Linked DNA regions of Mus musculus: region 1 is linked to region 2. A link is a contact called in public Hi-C data. All regions are on one chromosome and are shown on one strand. Each heading gives the region's core, a stretch centred on a gene start, on an enhancer-like site or on the middle of the called end of the contact. The rest is flanking DNA. Distances are from core to core; before and after follow the strand shown. Region 1 holds the start of Suox (sulfite oxidase). Region 2 overlaps Smarcc2 (SWI/SNF related, matrix associated, actin dependent regulator of chromatin, subfamily c, member 2).

The links. A called contact is a pair of places that touch in the nucleus more often than the background predicts.
Region 1: a Hi-C map of embryonic stem cells shows a contact between it and region 2, with 2.1 times the contacts expected there. The contact joins the promoter of Suox here to the enhancer-like site in region 2. A contact is called at or near these places in 1 of 39 promoter capture datasets (macrophages), 19 of 484 Hi-C or Micro-C datasets (B cells, the G1E-ER4 cell line, LSK cells and 10 more), 2 of 115 datasets of contacts at active chromatin or transcription factors (bone marrow-derived dendritic cells and embryonic midbrain) and 2 of 9 other capture datasets (embryonic stem cells and macrophages).

The regions. Positions count from the first base shown.
Region 1 is chr10:128,671,958-128,677,656 of GRCm38.p6, forward strand. Suox (sulfite oxidase) reads right to left here and starts at 1,961. Exons shown (of 4, transcript NM_173733.3): 1 at 1,895-1,961; 2 at 582-645; 3 at 147-324. The coding sequence starts at 634. Rab5b (RAB5B, member RAS oncogene family) reads right to left here. Exons shown (of 6, transcript NM_177411.4): 6 at 5,222-5,699. It also overlaps the pseudogene Gm6336.
Region 2 is chr10:128,471,417-128,476,688 of GRCm38.p6, forward strand. It overlaps Smarcc2 (SWI/SNF related, matrix associated, actin dependent regulator of chromatin, subfamily c, member 2), which reads left to right. Exons shown (of 29, transcript NM_001372395.1): 12 at 2,785-2,844; 13 at 2,956-2,993; 14 at 3,267-3,397; 15 at 3,577-3,648. Among named protein-coding and RNA genes, the nearest start is that of Smarcc2, 15 kb to the left of the region's middle. Within about 2 kb of position 2,600, at least 6 of the 459 cell types and tissues checked have an H3K27ac peak or open chromatin away from gene starts, as enhancers often do. A contact at or near this core is called in embryonic stem cells, where this site is marked.

The DNA.
Region 1 (5,699 bases), core at 711-3,210, 200 kb after region 2:
AGAGACTATTAACTCACTTTAGGTCATTCTGACCCCATCCACAGTCAGTCTGGGAAATTAAGGGAGCAGGTTGTATTTCTACAGTTCATGAAGACAGAGCCTATAAGATCCCTTTGTTCCGGCATGGAAGCTCTTTTCCCACTTACCCTACACCGATGCTCATGGTAGACCAGCACCACACCCAGGCCTAACAGGGTCCCCATGACTTTCCATCTCCGAGTCCTTGAGTTATCATCAGAAAAGGTAAGGCTGGGATGCTGGGGCTCAAGTGAATCATTTGTGGAGCATGCTTGAATGCAGAGCCTCAAGGGGGTTGACTTGACTCTGGAAGACAGAGATATTAGTAGCACAGAACGTCCCAAGAAAGCACCAGTGAAGTAGTGTGGTCAGTCACCTCTCCCTCATTAGTCACCAGTTTGCAATTGGAATTTGGTTTCTTCCGGATGGGTAGGACCAGCGAAATATGGCTTTCTCTTTCCTCCAATACTGTACTATATTATGTGTCAGATAAGATAAATATCTACCAGATAAGATAATTATGAGATAGGCTAGGAGATAAGTACTGGCTTGGGAAAACCTACCTGATGGCCTGTGGAAGCCTCACAACCACGGATCTGTATAGCTGCAGCAGCATCGTGGCAAGACCTACAACAAGAAGATAGATTCTAGGTTTCAAACCAAGAAAACCCCATGTTTGGGAGACCTGAGAGTGCATGGTCCAAATGTGTTCTTAAGAGTACACTTGGAGCACTTCAGAGACACACTGTGCCGAAAGGAATGGGGGTGGAGTGGGGATGGAAAGGTACAGAGGCTTCTAGAAAGAACAATGCCCCAGGCAAAGGGACTAAAGGACAGATTAGAGGTTTGCCAATTTTTTTTCTAATGATGCTGTGTATTGAACCTAAGGTCTTGAGAATATTATAACTCTACCACTGAGTCATATCCTCAGCCCCTATTTTATAATTACTTCTAAATTGAGACTGATGAAAACAGACAAGAGGTGGCTGCAACCTAATGGGGTGAAGGAGCCAGAATCCTGGAAGCAAACTGCCTGGGGTTTGCAAAACCAGGCCTTGTCATTAACCAGCTCCCATGGCAACACAGCGGGCCTCTCTGAACTTGTATCCTCATCTCTACCCAGAGGAACTGATACGAAGAGTAAACAAGTAATAACATTCACTCAGACCTTTCCTCTTTTCTCCCTCCACCCTTCTAAAATAAATACCCCATCTGAGAACTGAACCTCAATTCAGAGTCTCCACCCTGACCTCGTAGTCTATGGCATTCTAGTGATCTCAGCAAACTGAGCAGAGTCAATGGCCAGGGTGTCAGGGGATGGGCTAGAGAAGGAAGTTAATTTTTCTGCTCTCTGTCCTGCTGAGGTGTCTTCCTCACAACCTAGTGCCTCTCTGACCTAGGATGGTCAAAGTGGAGAGTAGTAAGAAGCCGCTGGTTGCTGAGATGCTAGGGATGGGACTCTTACAAATGGCGAAGGAAGATGGAAAAGGCGAATTTTTCTCCTCTTTACGCCTGGGCCACGGGGATCCCTACTCTTCCTGCCATCTACTCTTAATTTCAGCAACCTGCTTTTTACCAGCCCCGTTCCAGGTTTGGGAGGAGCGGCCTGCTAAATACCGAAATGCTACTCCGTGGTGCAAGAGTAGTCCTTACTCTCTGAGACACTTTAGGTAGGAGGGTGTGTCTGTCCAGAATTCGGACAGAACACCAGCCTGCGACCCCAGGAGCACACCGACATCATATATGGAGATACTGGTTCTTTTGCTACTGCTAAGATTTGGAGGTTGCTCCAAGTTACTCCAAGATTTGGCGGCACTGGCCGCCTTGGTCCCACCGTTGCCCTCCCTCCTTTCTCTCCCGGTCGCAGTCCCCTTACCCGGCTGGATGTCGGCAGCGGAACAATTTCACCCGCCCCGTGCAGGGCTAGAGCGGCCCAGAGCGGAGGGGCGGGGCGGGGCGGGGCTCGGCCGTGACGTGTACAGTTTGTGCAGGCGTCCTGACGCCCCTCGCCGGCTCCGCAGCTATTGGCCCCTAGCTTTGCAGCTGCTCTTGACGAGGACTGTCAACTGTCGCCCGGTCGCCGGGTCGCCGGGTCGCCGGGTCGCCGGGTCGCCGGGTCGCCGGGTCGCCGGGTCGCGGGGTTGCGAAGCTGGGGGGCGGGGCGTCGCCGGGTCCTGGATGGTACAGGCCTCTGCCTCCCGGGGACCGGGGTCACACACTGGTGACCAGAGCAGACCGCAGCTCCGTAGGGAATTGTGAGGCACAACTGATGCTCTGTATCTAGACAGTGGAAGGTGACAAGGCCTTGAAAGGTGGCCACGAGAATGGGGACCACATTCCCGGGGAAAACCCAGGGTTTTGTCCCGCGCCTCGGTAGTTCGGTGTTGCAACGTTGAGTCCTAGGGAAAGCAAGGCCAGGAATAACGGCAGAAATGATGCCCAAAATAGTGGCTCAACGATTCCCAGAGTGGATTTCTGAAGTGTGAAAACAGCAATACCGAAAAACCATGTTTTATTTGAGACAAGGTCTCACTATGTAGCTCTGGCTGGTCTGAATCTAGCTTTGTAGACCCTGCTGATCCGGAACTCCGGAGGTAGATTTGTCTGTCTCTGCCTCGAGTACCTCACTTAAAAGCATGCACCAAAGTCTGCGTGATGAATTTTTTAAAAAGCGTCTACTTAAACAAGAAAAAAGGGCAGTTTAACAAAAGTATAAACATTGTAGTCTTGTATATAAAAGGTAAAGGACAATGATAGAAAAATTTGCTATTACTCTTAATCATTTACTAGAGATTGAAATTTTGACATTCACTTTGGGCTCCGGGAACAAACATTCATAGACTGCCCTCTAGAGACCAGAGGGTTGAGCTACAGTCGCATCAACTTAGAACAAACTTTTACATCTGGAAGTTCATCTTTGTCCATTTATGTTTTTTGATTGTTTTTGGTTTTTGTTTTTTGAGGAATTGGGCTAAGAATCCTGAACAGGGAAGTGTACTCAGAAAAGGGGACGTGATAGTGAATAGGTGATATTGACTCTAACGTTTTTGGGAGTGGAAAGGTTTTCAGCCTTTGCAGATTATCATCCGAAAGGTTGGTTCTGTTTTTGTTTTTATTTTTTGAGGCAGGGTTTCTGTGTAGCCCTGACTGTCCTAGAACTTACTGTGTAGACTAGGATGGCCTGGAACTCACAGAGATCTGCCTGCCTCTGTCTCCAGAGTGCTGGGATTAATGTAAAGGGCACATCCAGGCCCTGTTGTTGAAAATAAAGTTTCAGTTGGTGTTACAGTGCCAGAGTATGATTCCAGCTGAGGCCGGCCATGATTGTACACAAAGACCCTGTCAAATATGTACTTGGTATGGTTTCTCCGTCCATCTACTAATGCACCACCTTTATTTTAGGGAGCTACTATCTCCTGTAGTGCAGATGGACCTCTACTTCCAGGTGTTGGGAATACTAGGTGTGTGCCACACACCTGGCTCAACCTCCACAGTCTCTTCATTGCACAGCTGGAGAGACTGAGGCACTGCTGACTTGACAAAGGCCCACAGATGGCAATTAGGACTGGCCTGGAAACTTAAGGGCTGCCTGACTCTAACTGGCTGGCTCTCTAAACATCCTTTCTCACTTAGAACCCTCGTGCCTACAATCAGTCTCTTATGTTTTCATTTTCTGTATTTCAGTCCTTTAGACTATGACAGATTGGAGGGCTTCAAGCAGAAATAAGAAACAGGTCTGGGCAGAAATGTTTCTTTTTGGGATAGAAGCTACTTGATCAATCAAAGTTAATTTAATAATTTTTTTTTTTTTGGAAATATGGTCTTGCTAAACTACTATTTAGGATGCCTTTAAACAAGTCTTACAGCTTCAGCCTTCCTAAATAGCCGACAAGTGTCACCATATCCAGCTGTTTCTTTTTTAAGATTTATTTTGTATGTATGAGTCATGTATATGTACCATGTGTGTACCTGGCACCTATGGAGGCCGGAAGATATCAGCTACCCTGGGTCTGGAGTTATTGATGGCTGTGAGCTGCCATGTGGGTGCTAGTATTGAATCCACATCTCTACAAATGCGACAAGTGCTTTAGACCACTGAGCCATCTCCCCAGCTATCTTTTTTTGTTGTTGTTGTTGGTTATCAGATAGTCTTTTATTGAAATATTTTCTTGTTGCTTCTTAACTAGCTGGGCACTCCACTGCACCACTGTTGATGTCATCTATGATGTCATGAGGGTGGTGGCCATCCACATTGCAGCCCACAGACTGTGCAGTACCCAGGATCTCCTTGATAGTCCCAGAAAGTTCTCTAGCCAAAGACCGGTGTCTCATCTGCTGGGCAATGTTGACAATCTCATCAAAAGTAATGTTCCCACTGTGTTTAATGTTCTGCTTCTTCCGGTCTCTTGGTGGCTCTTTGAGGGCTTTGATGATCAGGGCAGAGGCAGAGGGCACCACCTCAATCTGGGCCTGTCTGTTGTGGATGGTCAGTTTCACTGTAATTCTGAGACCTTTCCAGTCACTGGTAGCCTTGGCAATGTCATCAACAACTTTCTTCGGAGACAGACCCAGAGGACCGATCTTCAGGGCCAAGGCGGATGTGGCACCGACCTCGCCTCCGGTGCACCTCAGGTACACGACTTTGACCTCATTGGGGTCGAACTTGGGCGGCATGGTGGAGGCGGCTGGTGTCGGATGAACCTGGATTCGGGACGACCGAAGAAAGTTGCACCGTTGCCTCCTCCAAGCCGAAAGCCGAAAAGCCCCAGTTATCTTTTCTCTGTTTAATCTTAAAGTTATGGATCCAATTCAGAAACTAATATACAAGTGAGCCCTAGAAAAATGCAAAAATATTGCATACTGGTCCCAACAGTTCAGATATGGCATTCCTCTGTCTAATCTCAATGTGGTTCAAGAGATGCAGACTATACCAACAAACAAAGAAAAATAAGGCACATTTGATAAATCATGTATCTCTGAACATAAGCGCTCTCTCTCTCTCTCTCACACACACACAAATAAAAATAAAAACAAAATCAAAGAAATAAAAAGGGTTATTTTCCAAATTGGTTCTTCGACTAGTTAGAGGTGCCAAGGTGGAGGGAAAGGATGCTTGAGGTATCATGGATTTATTTCTCTGGGCCCTTTCTTCCCATTTTTTAGTTTCAGGCAGACAAACAAAACAACAGTCCAGTGCACTTTCTTTTTTCCTTTTTTACTTACATTAAATACATCGATAAATCAGCAGTTGCATTCTGTTACCACGATTGTTATGTTAGGAGAGTGAAAGAAAGGCAAATGCTTCCTTAGGAAAGAAATATAAAGGCAAAAATGTTGAGCCCTCCCCCTAAAAACTGATCAAAAGAAAAAAGGTAACGGGGGAGGGGAGGGAGAGAACAAAACCCCTCAAGCCCAACAGAGCTCCAGCGAAGGCAGGAGAGCTGGCAGGAGGAGAGGGAAGGCAGCAGGTAGGCCAGGAACTAAGGCCAATACTGTTCCTAAGAGAGGGGGGGAGGGAGGGAAGGAGGGAGGGAGGGAAAGCCTAGGGAAATGGTTTCCCAGCCCCAAGGCAATAAAACATCTTCACTTTTGCAGAGAAGGAATTAAGTTTCTAAGAGACTTGGAGAGCTTCCCTCGAGTCTCCACTTGTAAAAAGGATGTGCCTGGATATTTTGCAGATG
Region 2 (5,272 bases), core at 1,350-3,849:
ACATAACTAAGGATGAATGTGGTGGCTTGGTGGATAACCGTACTTGCCACACGAGCCTGAGGACCTGAGTTTGAACCCTGGAACCCATAGCAAAATTCAGGAGCGTGTGCCTGTCATCCTAACAGTCCCACAGCTAAGTGGGATGTGAACAGGCCCAAAGCGTCCATGAGAAGCATAGTCGCAGAAACAAGAGGGAGACCTTGCCTCAAAACCAGCTGGAAGGAGAGTACTGACTCTGAAAGTTACCCTCTGGCTTCCACACATGTAGCATGGCTTGTGTATGTGCACACACATGCACACACACAAAACTAACCAATCTACTTGTCCATCCTTGCAAAGCAAAGTAGCTGGACTGGGCAGCTGCTTAGTCGAGATTTTGTCCAGTGTGTATGAAGCCCTGAGTCCAGGACAGTGCACTGCAGCCCTGTAATCCTGCACTGTGAAGCAGGGGAGCTGCTATTTGAAAGCTATCCTCCACTACATATCAAGTTTTGGGTTAGTCTAGGATACATGAGACCCTGTCTCCAAATAAATAAATAAAATAAAATGATGGCTCATGATGAGGACCTGAGTCGACCTTAGTACCTTATAAAAAGCTGAGCAAGGTAGTTTGTGCTATAATCCCAATACTGAGGGGGAGGCAGGAGGAAGCCAGGGCCTTGCTGGCTAGCCAGTCTAACTGCATCGGTGAGCTCCAGATTCACTGAGAAATTGTCTGAACAAACATAGGAAAGTGGTAGAAGATAACACCAGTGTAGACCTCTGACCTCCACATAAACACACATAATAAATTTGAAATTTTTAGAAAGAGAAATGTGGGGCTTGAGAAGTCTCAGCAGTTAAGAGCATACTGCTCCTACAGAGGCCCTGAATTCCATTCTCATCAGGTGACTCCCACTAAATTAAAAAGCTCCAGCAGCACCCATGCTCTCCTCTGGCCTCCGGGGACCTTTACACATGCTCATTGCACACATGCAATCATCAACTTAGAAAAGACAGAGGAGGAAAATGTAAAAGGCAGTGAGAACAACTCTAAAGAGACTCACTCAGTCTGTCCTGCACGAGGAGTCTAGGGGACTGCACTTCAATACTGATTTGTAGTCTGTCTCCTGTCCAGTAGCCTCAAATATCAAGAAATATATTTCAAGGGTTTGGGAAGCCGATTTCCTCGGAGCATTTGTGTATGAAACCAAGGCGGGAGCGTCTTCTCTACTTTACAGCTTTGAAGATTAGGTTGGGGTGCAGCTTATGGTGAACACTGCCTAACAAATACGGAGCCCTGCACTCTATCCCCAGCCCTTCAGACAGTCTTTAAAAATATTTTTTTTAGATATTCAAGCTAGGTATGGTGACACATGATTTTAAATCCTAGCTCTCAGAAGGCAGAGTTATGGAGAGCTCTGTAAGCTGGAGGCTAGCCTGGTCACAAGTTCCAGGACAGCCAGGTTTCATACAGAGACCCTGTCTTCAAAAATTAATTAAGATCTGACTGGAAACGGTGGTAAACACCTTTAATCTCAGCACCCAGGAAGCAGATGCAGGTGAATCTCTGTGAGTTCAAGGCCAGCCTGGCCTACATAGTGAGTTCCAAGACAGCCAGAGCTACAGAGTGAGACTCTGTCTGGGAAAAAACAAAGCAACAGTGTTACTAGTTAAGAGCACATCATTTAACTCAGCCTGGTGGCATAACATAGGTAATAATCTCAGTGGCCTGCCTGGCTGAGGCAGGAGGATGTAAGAAGTACAGAATCAGCCTGGCCTGCAGAATGACCCCTGAGGCCAACCTGCATAACTGAAGGGGACAGTCTCAGAGTAAAAAGGAAGGAAAGCCAAGTGTGGGTCATGTCTCTAGTCCTAGCACTCAGCAGGCAGAGGGATGGTTCAGGAGTGCAGGCCAGCCTGAGCTACATAATGAATTCAAAACCAGCTCGAGCTGATGGAGTCTGTGTCTCTTTCTTTTAAAAAATACTAAATAAAAAAGTAAAGATGTAGTTATGAATATAGTTCATGTATAGGGGTGTTTGTCTGCCAGTACAAATTGCGTAGCAGGAGAGGGCATTGGATTCTGTGGGACTACAATTACAGATGGTTGTGAGCCACCATGTGGTTGCTGGGAATTGAACTCAGGATCTCTGGAAGAGCAATCGGTGCTCTTAACCTCTCAGCCTTCTCTCCAGCCTGAGGCTGTTTGAAAAAGGCAAAGCCAAAGTAAAAAGTTTAAGGAAAGAAAAAGAAAAAAGTGCTGGGGAACTGAGCTTGGTGGTGGCGCACACCTGTCACCTCAGCACTCAGGAGCAGATGCAGAGAATTAGGGATGTTCTTTGCAAGTTAGAGGCCTGGAATACATGAGACCCTGCTCCTTCGCCCCGCCCCGCCCCGCCCCGCCCCGCCCCCCTCAAAAAAACCAGAAAAACCTTGGTGCTGGGACTGTAACTCTGGTAGAACACTGACATATTCGTAAGTTAGGCCTTAGGTTCAGTTGCAAGTAGTATATCAAGGGATGATATCTAGCTACTTACCTAGCATGATCTAGCTCAAACTCAGTCCATTAAAAGATTGTATAGGGAGACAAGCAGGGAGACAAAGAGCAGTCATACAGGAGTAGCCCTCAGGATACTGAGGCCGGAGAGTCATAGGAGTGCACGCACATAGATGCTGGGCAAGGCAGTAGAATAGAAAACGAGTTTCAAAGGGTTCTGAAGAAGCAGCATATGTAAAACTGTTAGCAGCTGAGACGTGAGAGCTTGATTTGGCCAACATGTCTAATGCTTTTTCTCTTTGCAGTCAACACTAAAAAGGACTCTGAGTCAGCCCCAGTCAAAGGCGGCACCATGACTGACCTGGGTAAGCCAGGGAGCCCCAAGCAGGCAGTGCCTGAGGCATGGGGGAGCTCAGCCCACCTTCCCGTCGCCCTCTGCTCCTGTAGAGGCTCAGCCTGTCTTCTTTCCCTTGCAGATGAACAGGACGATGAAAGCATGGAGACCACCGGCAAGGTGCAGCCAGTTTAGGCAGGCTCTGTCTCTCTGTGATTAGCTTAGAGAGGCTCCACCTCTCTGGGACAGGGATCACAGTGTTCCTTTTGCCCGGGCTTTTCCCGCCATAGCTGAATTGTGCCTGCTGCTCGGACCCCAGCCCCCTAGCGTCCCAGGGCCCACAGTGCTCATCCTCATCCTTCTCCCCTGTTGGTGCTCCTGGGTGTAGGAGAAGCTGAGGGCTGCTAGGCAGGGAGGGGAATGCTGAGTGTCCAGCAGCCTCCATATTCATAGGACGAGGATGAGAACAGCACGGGCAACAAAGGCGAGCAGACGAAGAACCCGGACCTGCATGAGGACAATGTGACCGAGCAGACCCACCACATCATCATCCCCAGCTACGCCGCCTGGTTTGACTACAACAGGTACTGCCCTGCTTCTTTCCTCCTTCCTCCCCCGTGATTAACCCATAATCAATGGGTTATCTCTCTTGTTGCCCCTCTACAGCTTAGAGCCCCTTGCCAACCCCACCTTTCAAGCCTTCCGCCCTTGGGCTCCTACTCCTTCCCTGGGCCTTCTAAACCCGTTGTGATTTATCTTGCAGCGTCCATGCCATTGAACGGAGGGCTCTTCCTGAGTTCTTCAACGGCAAGAACAAGTCTAAGACTCCAGAGATGTAAGATTTCCGCTTATGATTTTCTTTTGGGGTCCTTTCTGCACTCACCCTTCCAGACTTAGCAACTTTCAACCAAGCTCTCTGTTAGACTTACAAAGACATGATAGACACCACTAGACAGCCACAGCCTAACCCTTTAAACATGTTCTTCGGAGGTTGTCTGAGGATGGTAGAGTAGAGCATACAAGTACCTGCACCGCCGTTCCCATTGCTTCCAGTTAAAAACCATGCAGAGAATTTCATTCCATAATTGCTATGTGACCTGAAATTCACATACCCCCAGTGTATGAAACAACTTTAATTAAAATGTAAATGATGAGATTAGATTGAAAAACAAAAATAAGGTGATGGTGTACACCTTGAATCCCAGCACTCGGGAGGCAAAGGCAGGCAGAGCTCTTGAGTTCAAGGCCAGTCTGGTCTACAGAGCTAGTAGTTCCAGGAGACCCAGGGCTGCAAAGAGAAATTCTGTCTTGGAACACCAAAAAGCAAACCAAACCAAAACAAAAAAACAAGATAAGATAAAAACCAAGCCTGGTTGCACATGGGGATAGTCCTAGCACTTGGGAGGCTGCTGTAAGACTCAAATTCGTGGCCGCCCTGGGCTTCCTAGCTAGACTTTGTCAAAGAGAAGAAGGAACTAAGAGGTCCGGCTCTGAGGATTATGAGATGGGAGCGTGCATTATGAAAGAGTAGCACATATGTCCAGGATTAGGGCTGGAAGGCATAGCTCCCTCCGTAGTAGAACACTTGCCTGACATGCATGAGAGTCTTTGTACCGTTTTGTGCATGCTGGAAGGCAGAGGCGGGCAGATCTCTAAGTCTCATCATTGCAGATGGAGGCCAGCCAGGGCTATATTGTGAGACCTGATCTTAAAAAAGAATAATAAGCTACAGATTTAGGGCTTCTAAGTCGGTGTTTATTGACTCTGATAACTGCATTCTTCATGTGTTGGTTAAGACACACTCTTCCAGTATCCTCCCACCTTGAGCCCTCAGCAGACTTCTTTTTCTTTTTTTTTTTTTAAGATTAATTTATTATTATATCTAAGTACACTGTAGCTGTCTTCAGACACACCAGAAGAGGGTGTGTCTCATCTCATTACGGATGGTTGTGAGCCACCATGTGGTTGCTGGAATTTGAACTCAGGACCTTCAGAAGAGCAGTCGGTGCTCTTAACCACTGAGCCATCTCTCCAGCCCCTCAGCAGACTTCTTATTCGTCTCGCTGACTCTTTGCCAATACTTGGCGTATGCCAGCTTGTAGTCCTAGCCCTGGAATGCTGAGGGGGGATTGTGAGTTCAAGCTTGGACTGTAGAGTAAGACTCTTTATCAAACAAAAAGGAGTTGCTTTAAAGTTCTGTTTTCAGTCAGTTTTCTGGGCTTGGGTTGTGTATGGAAATCTGGGGTTAGGATGCCCCACAGTGAGCACATGACAAGGCAGGGTTAGTGAGGCTGGGCGCTGGCCCGGGTTTCTCTCCCCGCTGCTCAGCCTCCCTCTGGGATCATCTGTGCTCAGCTTGTTTATTTCTCTATAGCTTGGTGTGGGTCTCTTCCTCTGGAGAGCCAGGTTTATGACAGAAAGGAAAAGGCATTACCAGGCAATAGGACTCTGTGGTGTAC